3 separate regions of the Sus scrofa genome follow, and regions 2 and 3 are each linked to region 1. The links are chromatin contacts, called in public HiChIP or PLAC-seq maps. All regions are on one chromosome and are shown on one strand. Each heading gives the region's core, a stretch centred on a gene start, on an enhancer-like site or on the middle of the called end of the contact. The rest is flanking DNA. Distances are from core to core; before and after follow the strand shown. Region 1 overlaps SPIDR (DNA repair-scaffolding protein). Region 2 overlaps SPIDR (DNA repair-scaffolding protein). Region 3 overlaps SPIDR (DNA repair-scaffolding protein).

What was found. HiChIP or PLAC-seq counts read pairs in DNA pulled down with a chosen protein or histone mark.
Region 2: an H3K27ac HiChIP or PLAC-seq map of skeletal muscle shows a contact between it and region 1. The contact joins two enhancer-like sites. A contact is called at or near these places in 7 of 47 Hi-C or Micro-C datasets (embryonic fibroblasts, heart right ventricle, mesenteric adipose tissue and 3 more) and 2 of 2 datasets of contacts at active chromatin or transcription factors (alveolar macrophages and skeletal muscle).
Region 3: a contact with region 1 is called in an H3K27ac HiChIP or PLAC-seq map of alveolar macrophages. The contact joins two enhancer-like sites. A contact is called at or near these places in 6 of 47 Hi-C or Micro-C datasets (embryonic fibroblasts, liver, skeletal muscle and 1 more) and 2 of 2 datasets of contacts at active chromatin or transcription factors (alveolar macrophages and skeletal muscle).

What each region holds. Positions count from the first base shown.
Region 1 is chr4:79,937,322-79,940,021 of Sscrofa11.1, reverse strand. All of the region lies in intron 10 of SPIDR (DNA repair-scaffolding protein), which reads left to right. Among named protein-coding and RNA genes, the nearest start is that of CEBPD, 66 kb to the right of the region's middle. Within about 2 kb of position 1,326, at least 46 of the 83 cell types and tissues checked have an H3K27ac peak or open chromatin away from gene starts, as enhancers often do. A contact at or near this core is called in alveolar macrophages, liver, omental adipose tissue and 1 more, where this site is marked.
Region 2 is chr4:80,069,309-80,072,008 of Sscrofa11.1, reverse strand. The region is part of intron 7 of SPIDR (DNA repair-scaffolding protein); the gene reads left to right. Among named protein-coding and RNA genes, the nearest start is that of SPIDR, 120 kb to the left of the region's middle. Within about 2 kb of position 1,273, at least 11 of the 83 cell types and tissues checked have an H3K27ac peak or open chromatin away from gene starts, as enhancers often do. A contact at or near this core is called in omental adipose tissue and skeletal muscle, where this site is marked.
Region 3 is chr4:80,154,759-80,157,458 of Sscrofa11.1, reverse strand. The region is part of intron 5 of SPIDR (DNA repair-scaffolding protein); the gene reads left to right. Among named protein-coding and RNA genes, the nearest start is that of SPIDR, 35 kb to the left of the region's middle. Within about 2 kb of position 1,443, at least 18 of the 83 cell types and tissues checked have an H3K27ac peak or open chromatin away from gene starts, as enhancers often do. A contact at or near this core is called in alveolar macrophages, liver and skeletal muscle, where this site is marked.

The sequences.
Region 1 (2,700 bases), core at 77-2,576:
TGTGACATATTTAGAACAGGCAAATCCATAGAGCCAGATCAGTATGTTGCCAAGTATTTGGGAGAGGAGACAAAAGGAAGGCTGCTTAACAGGTTGGGATTTCCTTTTGGGGAAATATTCTGGGACTAGGACTAGTTAGTGCTGCTGGTTGCAGAACATGTGCATGTACTTGATGCCACTGAATTGTACACATGAAGATGGTGAAATTATAAATTTTATGTTATGGTTATTTTGCCACAATAAAAGGGATGAATTTCTATAGTATGTAAATTAGGCCTCAACAAAGCTGTTATAAAAATAAAAGGCATAATAACTTGGATTATCACCAGGGAACTATGCTAAGGGAAAAAAATTAATCCCAGAGATCATATACTACTTGATTCCATTTTTATAACATTTTGAAGTGGCCGTATTTCAGAAATGGAGGACAAATTAGATGTTATGGGTGGATGGTAGGGAGGTAGGTGGTAAAAGGTGTCACAAGGGTCCTTGTGCTGGTGGGCACAGGGTCCTCCACAAGTGATGAAACTTCACAGCTCCAAACACACACAGGTGAGAGACCAGTCAAGTGAGTGAGCCCTGGCCTGGGTGGGTGGATCATAGCCATGAGGGGTCTGGCGCGAAGTCTTACTGATGCCCAGGATACTGGGAGAAGGGGCCAAGTACTTATATAAGGGTCTCTGGTGACTCTCACAGCTGCTTCCTTCAGTAGAAATTTCAACTAACAAAAATATGTGAGAGTAACTGTACCTTTGAAAATTCGTTCTGGAGGCAAACTTGTATGAATGTGTAAAATGTCCTCTTCTGACTTGTCTTGGTCCGGTCACAGTCTTATCTCTAGGAACTGAGACCACAGTCCAAGCCCAGGACACCACAATTATGTCAGCATTATTCGTGTCCTCCTTAAAGACCAAGCTGGCAGCAGTGTTTTTTGTTTGGTTGATTTCAGCAATACAGTATTTTCCAATAATGAAGAGGAAGTATGAGTGTGGAAAAGGCCTTTCTCAGGCTTTTTGCCATCCTTTAGTTAAGTCACTTTCAGCAAAGAAAGATTATTATTCCTTCCTGTTCACTGATACTAGAAAGTTTTCATGTCACACTTTTATTTTAGCAAAGAGAAATAGGATTTTTAAATGAGTAGAGACCACATTTCTGTGCAGTAGGGATCATCCTGCTAACATCTCATGTTAAGAAGATAAACAGCGGGATTAACTGTTTACTTTAGGAGTGCAGTCTGGTTGTTTTTCAGGAGGACACAGTGTCCTGCTGTATCTGGTTTCCCGTCTGCGTGCGGGCTGGAGCTGGGAAGGCCCTGCCCCCTCGGCTCTCTTCCTCTGCACTCCCCCCAACTCCCCCGCCCCGGGTCTGGTCCAAACTCCCCTCTCAGCTTCCTTCCCCTTTCTCTCTCTCTCTTGCTTTTTTTCTCACTTCATCCTCTAATTTCTTCTGTTTCTCGTCCTTAAATTGAGGCTTAGTAGGGATTATAATGTGAAGAGAAAGATCCTTGTTGATTTTCAGAGGCTGTTTCAGTTGACACTGACCTAGAATAAAACAGCGGAGCCTGATTCTGATTCCGGGAATTCTTGGTGGACTGCTCAGAACTACTTCCCTGACTCGTGTAAACATCCCACATGTCACTTCATCTGCTTCTCTCTCGGAACACAAGCATAGACACACACACACACACACACACACACACACACAGATACACACACACACATACACTGCTTCTATGTTCTTATGTATCTATCTTACTGAGTCACAGAATGAAAGGAGGGAAAAATAAATACTTTTGAAAAGTTGGGGAGGGGCATTTAAAACTTCAAAGGGGAATTAAATTATAGTCTTACTAAAACCCCATCTATGAATCAACATTTGTTTTCCTTATTCCTTGTACTTTGTTCCATTGCTTTCACAGATTAACAATGCACGCATTTCTAGAATTTTTAAAGTGATCTTTAATGATGGGACATTTGGCTGTTACGAGAAGGAAAGAAACATTCTTAAAGACAAATATTAACTCCATGATGGACTTTATCCTTCTATCATGATATGCCTGGGATTGAACTGGGAACCTCTTATCTCTCTTATTTTATGTTGCTGGCATGTGCTGTGTAGTTTCATTTGGCACCAGTTTCAGTCAGTTCTCCCAGCCTCACCCTCATGTCTCAGAAATTCATGGAGTCCAAGTGCCGTAGTCAGGCTCTGGTGGCCAGGATGGGGTGCCCTGTGGCTGGGCAGGTAGAGGACACTGGGTTTGCTAATAAGCCTTGATTGCTTTACATAGAGAGGAGCTTCACTTACAACAGAACTTCAGGAGCTGGATATTGGGGACAGCACCACCAGGCTGACCATAGGCTGGTTTCACTGAGCCCCTTCCTGCAGATCAACCCTTTTACTGAGGAGCACACTCATGATATAAGGGGTGGGCTGAAGCGTGATAGGAGAAAACCACCTTCTTGTTGATAAACTGCATTGGTAACAATGTGAATTTGCCTGGTGGGTGCAGGAAACCAGGGTTCTGAGCACATATGGGTGTGGGCACTTAGCTGGGTGTGAAGCAAAGTGAAGTTATCTGGATTGTACAGGTTGGAAAGCTGAAGCTCCCAGCAGCCAGGCCCATGTCCACCAGCAGCAGAATTCAAGCAGCCCCTCCCTGGCCAGTGCCAGCAGGCACCACTTGCTAAAAATCATGAAGGT
Region 2 (2,700 bases), core at 24-2,523, 130 kb before region 1:
GTATTGCACTTATGATTGCTCTCTCTGGTCTCTCCCTGTACGCCCTTCAAGAGATGATGTCTTTTATACTGTCACACTCAGTGTTCTTGGAAGGAAATAGCACCTAAAACCAGAATATCTGCTTTTCTTTAGTAGTTGTGAATTCATTGTACTCCTACTGGGACATGCACTGCCCCAGCTGATTGTAGATTTTGCCTATTTTAACCCAATTTAAAGTGATTTAACTGATGATTTAGAAGTTGTTTGTTAGGCGTTCCCGTCGTGGCGCAGTGGTTAACAAATCCAACTAGGAACCATGAGGTTGTGGGTTCGATCCTTGGCCTCGCTCAGTGGGTTAAGGATCTGGCATTGCCGTGAGCTGTAGTGTAGGTCACAGATGCAGCTCGGATCCCACATTGCTGCAGCTCTGGCATAGGCTGGTGGCTACAGCTCCGATTAGACCCCTAGCCTGGGAACCTCCATATGCCATGGGAGCAGCCCTAGAAAAGGCAAAAAAAAAAAAAAAAAAAAAAAAAAAAGAAGTTGTTTGTTAGCATATCCCTTATTAATAGTTCCTTGAAAGTGGGAAGGTGTTGAGGGTTGGTGTTGGAGTAAGTATCAGAATAGCATGGTAGTAGGGATACCCTGGATTCTAGCAGCGCATCAGCAAGTTGTTTTTGCCTCAAGGTTTACAGTGTGTTGGCCTTGCAGTGGGTATGCTGTTCTGTACAGATGCACACGCAATTTTAGCTTCCTTTAGGATTACTTAGAGGAGAGTGGGTATAAGCTTTAAACACTAGAGGACTCTAGTAACCATCCACAGTAAGTAATTCGCTATTTTGTAATTGTGCTGAAATTTTTGTCAGTGCATTTATTTGTTTTTTCAATTGATGTTAAATTTATAAAAACAGTTAATTTAACAACCATATGACTTTTTAAAAGTTATTTTCAGTATTTCAATCCTATTTTCTGAGCCAAGAATATTACCTACAATGCTATGAAAGATTTTTAAATAAGGAGGTCTTTCAAAGAAAGTCCCTGCTTTGTGTGGGGGAAAGGGGTCAATATGCACACTAGATGGTCTCATGTACCACATTTGGGAAATTTAACCTGTAATAGCCCCTGTCTCAGCTTGGGCAGCCATAACAAATTACCACAGAACGGGCCGTTTAATGCTCACAGTTCTGGAGACTGGAATTCTGAGATTGGGGTGCCAGCATGATCTAATTCTGGCAAGGGCTGTCTTCATGGCATACAGGCAGCTGCCATCTGGCTGTGCGCTCATGAAGAGAGAGAGAGAGAGAGAAATTCAGCTCTCTGGATCTCTCCTTATCAGTACCCTAATCCTATCAGATCAGTGCCTCCATCCTCATGACCTCAATCTAACCTTAGTTCTTTTCCTCAGAGGCCACATCACCAACTATAGCTACACCGGTGAGTAGGCGGCTGGGGGCTGGGAGGGGGATGGTAGGGATTCAGCATGTGAATTTGAAGAGACAAAAACATTCAGTCTATGATGTTCTGCTCCTGGCCTTCCATAATTTATGTGCTTCTCACATTCAGAATACATTCATTCTGTCGCAACAGCCCCCAAACTCTTAACTCAATCCAGCATCAACTCCACAGTACAAAGTTTCATCTAGATAGCATCTAAATCAGATATGGATGAGACTCAGGTCCAGTTCATCCTGAGGCAAAATTCCTCAACAACTGGGCGCCGTGAAACCAGATGAGTTGTGTGCTTCCACACATAATGCTCGGTCAGGCACAGGAAAGACATATGTCCTAGGCAAGTCCAAAATCCAGGAAGGGAAATTGTATTAGATTTTAAGGCTCAGGGAAAATCCCCTTTTTTTCAGTCCTCTGCCCTCCAGCTCCACTGGAGAAAAGTCACCCCCACAACTTTGTCGGGCTTCTCACCCAAGGCTCTCTGCAGAGGTTCTACCCCTGGGCTGGGAGGGGCATCTTGGCCCACCTAAACCCGAAAGATAGCTGTACCTTTTGAAACCCGGGGGAAAAAAATCAGCCCTGGCCTTGGGCCTGTGGTGAGAGTAGCAGCCCTGATGATCTCTAAACCACCTTCAGGGTTACCCTTCTCTTTTTTGAAGGGTGATGTACATTCACAGGTAGTTCTTTGCCCTGTAAGAAGTCCAGCAGCCTTCCCTCATCTCCTCTGCTCTCTTCCCTTCAGTTCTCACTAGCAATGTTTCTGTTCCTATAGTCAAAAAATCAAGTGATAGTCTAGTCATACCCTTGGTATCCTATTCCCAGCATGCTCTCTCGCTCTCTTTCTTCCTTCCTTCCTCCCTGCTTCCCTCCCTCCCTCCTCCCTCTTCCTTCCTTCCTTGCTTTCTTCCTTGCTTGCTTGCTTTCCGTTCTTTTGAACAGGCTGAGAATTTTCTAGATTTTGAAGTTCTGCTGCTTTTTTTGCTTAACAGTTCCTTCTTCAATTCATGTCTTTCCTCTTGTGTTTTATTGTTAAGAGTCAAGAGGTAAAAAAAAAAATTTTTTTTTTAATGAAAAAAATAAAAGAGTCAAGAGGACCCAAGCTGTACCTTAAATATTTGCTTAGAAATCTCTTCTGCTAAATGTCTGAACTCATGGCTCTCAAGTTTCACCTTCTGCACAACACTAAAAAAATTCAGCAAAACTCTTTGCCATCTTATAATAAAAACTTCTGTCTTAGTTTGGGCTACTTTAATAATACACCATAGACTGGTT
Region 3 (2,700 bases), core at 194-2,693, 220 kb before region 1:
TTGCATCTACCAACCCCAAATTCCCCATCCAACTCACTTCCTTCCCCCTCTCCCTTGGCAACCACAAGTCTGTTCTCTATGTCTGTGAGTCTGTTTCTGTTTGATAGATTCATTTGTGCCATATTTTAATTTCCACATATAAGCAATATCATATGGTATTTGTCTTTCTCTTTCTGACTTACTTCACTTAGTATGAGAATCTCTTGGATTGAAAGAATCACTATTGTCAAAATGACTATGCTACCCAAGGCAATCTACAGATTCAGTGCAATCCTTATCAAATTACTAGTGACGTTCATTCTTTATAGAACCAGAACAAAATATTTTAAAATTTGTATGGAAACACAAAAGACCCCGAATAGCAAAAGCAGTATTGAAAAAGAAGAACGGAACTGGAGGAATCGGATATCCTGACTTCAGACTATACTACAAAGCTACAGTAATCAAAGCAGTACTGGGACAGAAACGGAAATACAGATCAATGGTACAGGATAAACACAAGCACCTATGGTCAAGTAATCTATGACAAAGGATGAGAGAACCTACAGTGGAGGAAAGATAGTCTCTTCAATAAGTGGTGCTGGGAAAACTACACAGATATATGTCAAAGAATGAAATTAGAACATTCTGTAGGAGTTCCCATTGTGGCTCAGTGGTAAAGAACCCAGCTAGTATCCATGAGGACACAGGTTCAATCCATGGTCTTGCTCAGTGGGTTGAAGATCCTCTGGTATTGCCATGAGCTATGGTGTTGGTCACAGATTGTGGCTTACATTTGGTGTTGCAGTGGCTGATGGCGTAGGCTAGCAGCTGCAGCACTGATTCGACCCCTAGCGGGGAACTTCCATATGCCATGGGTGAGGCCCTAAAAAGACCCAAAAAAAATTTCTCTAACACCATACACAAATATGAACTCAAAATGAACCTAGATTTTACTCAGGGACTTTGGCTTCAGTGCTGTGGTCCTGACCATTTTGTCAATAATAGTAATAGCAATAATATTAATAAAACACAGTAACCCTGAGTTCTTTCTTTATCTGAGACACTTTGCTAAGTGCTGATGGTGTTATCTAGATGTTATTAGCCCCATTTTATAGATAAGGGAATGGAGACATAGCTAATAAATGTCAGAATGAGCTTCTAACTCATAGAGTCTGGTCCCAAGTTCTCTTAATTACTTAAGTTCATTTTCTTGAAGTATAGCATCATTACATAACAACTTGGAGGAAAAGCATGATGGAAATCAAAGACCATAATGTTGCCTTTTAGGACATTTGTCAAATGGAGTTGATTATTGATGTGATTTTTCCTATGGTTCAGTATTGCTGTCTGGGTTTTTGATTTATCTTATTAGTGTCTTCCAAGAATCATTCCTATAGAGGGCAGCAGAGATACAGCAGTGAGTTTTCTGTGTAACCTACATTTTTAAGGAAGTGTGAAGAAAATTGGATTTAGGTGAGCTTTGTTATGTAATTTTCTTCTGCTTTATGTAGTGACTCCTATGCAAGTATAGGCTAATAGGTTTAATAAATATCAGATAACCCTAGTGAGGTTTGAGCTTTTGGTGAAGGTGCGTAAGAGAAGCTGGCTGGCATAAACAAGATCTGAAAGTAGTTCATGTAGGATTTGTTTTTTGTTTTTTGCTTTTTTTGCTTTTTCAGGGCCACACCAGTGGCATATGGAGGTTCCCAGGCTACAGGCCCAATTGGAGCTACAGATGCCTGCCTACACCACAGCCACAGCAACACCAGATCCAAGCCGTGTCTGCCACCTACACCACAGCTCACAGCAACACCAGATCCCCAACCCACTGAGCGAGCGAGGCCAGGGATTGGACCTGCATCCTCATGGATGCTAGTCCGATTCATTTATGCTGTGCCACAGCGGGAACTCTCTAGTTCATGCAGTTTTAAAGGGAAAACAAATGTGATTTTCAAATTTGAAATATGGATTCATTGTTATAAAACAGATGTGTTCCTTGGTACAACATTGTAAATCAATTATACTTTAATTTTTTTTTTTTTTTTTTTTTTTTTTGTCTTTTGTCTTTTTGTTGTTGTTGTTGCTGCTATTTCTTGGGCCGCTCCCGCGGCATATGGAGGTTCCCAGGCTAGGGGTTGAATCGGAGCTGTAGCCACCGGCCTACGCCAGAGCCACAGCAACTCGGGATCCGAGCCGCGTCTGCAACCTACACCACAGCTCATGGCAAGGGCAGGGACCGAACCCGCAACCTCATGGTTCCTAGTCGGATTCCAATTATACTTTAATTTTAAAAAAAGGTAAAAAAACAAACAAAATAACCAGTTGTGTTTTTTGTACTCTTAACAGTAGGGGCAGAACAAATAATTCAGTATGTCACAGAAGATGAAATATGGAAAAGGTTTAACAGAATTGGAATAAGCACAGTTTTATATTCTCACATAGGAGGATATTTAGAAAGTGATCAGACAAACTTAGAAAGTATTTGTAGATTGAATGAGCATATTTATAATTCTCTATTTTTATTTATTTCTATATATTCAGAAGACATTCAATTTCACTTTAGTTTTAATGATGAATTAGAATAAAATGATATGACTATGTATTAATTGTTAGTCTAAGTGCTATCCAATGTATATACATCGTTATAGAGTTGAAAGAATTTAATTATCATAATCAAAAGCACTCAGAAACCCTCTCTAAAATAAGTTTACATAGAAA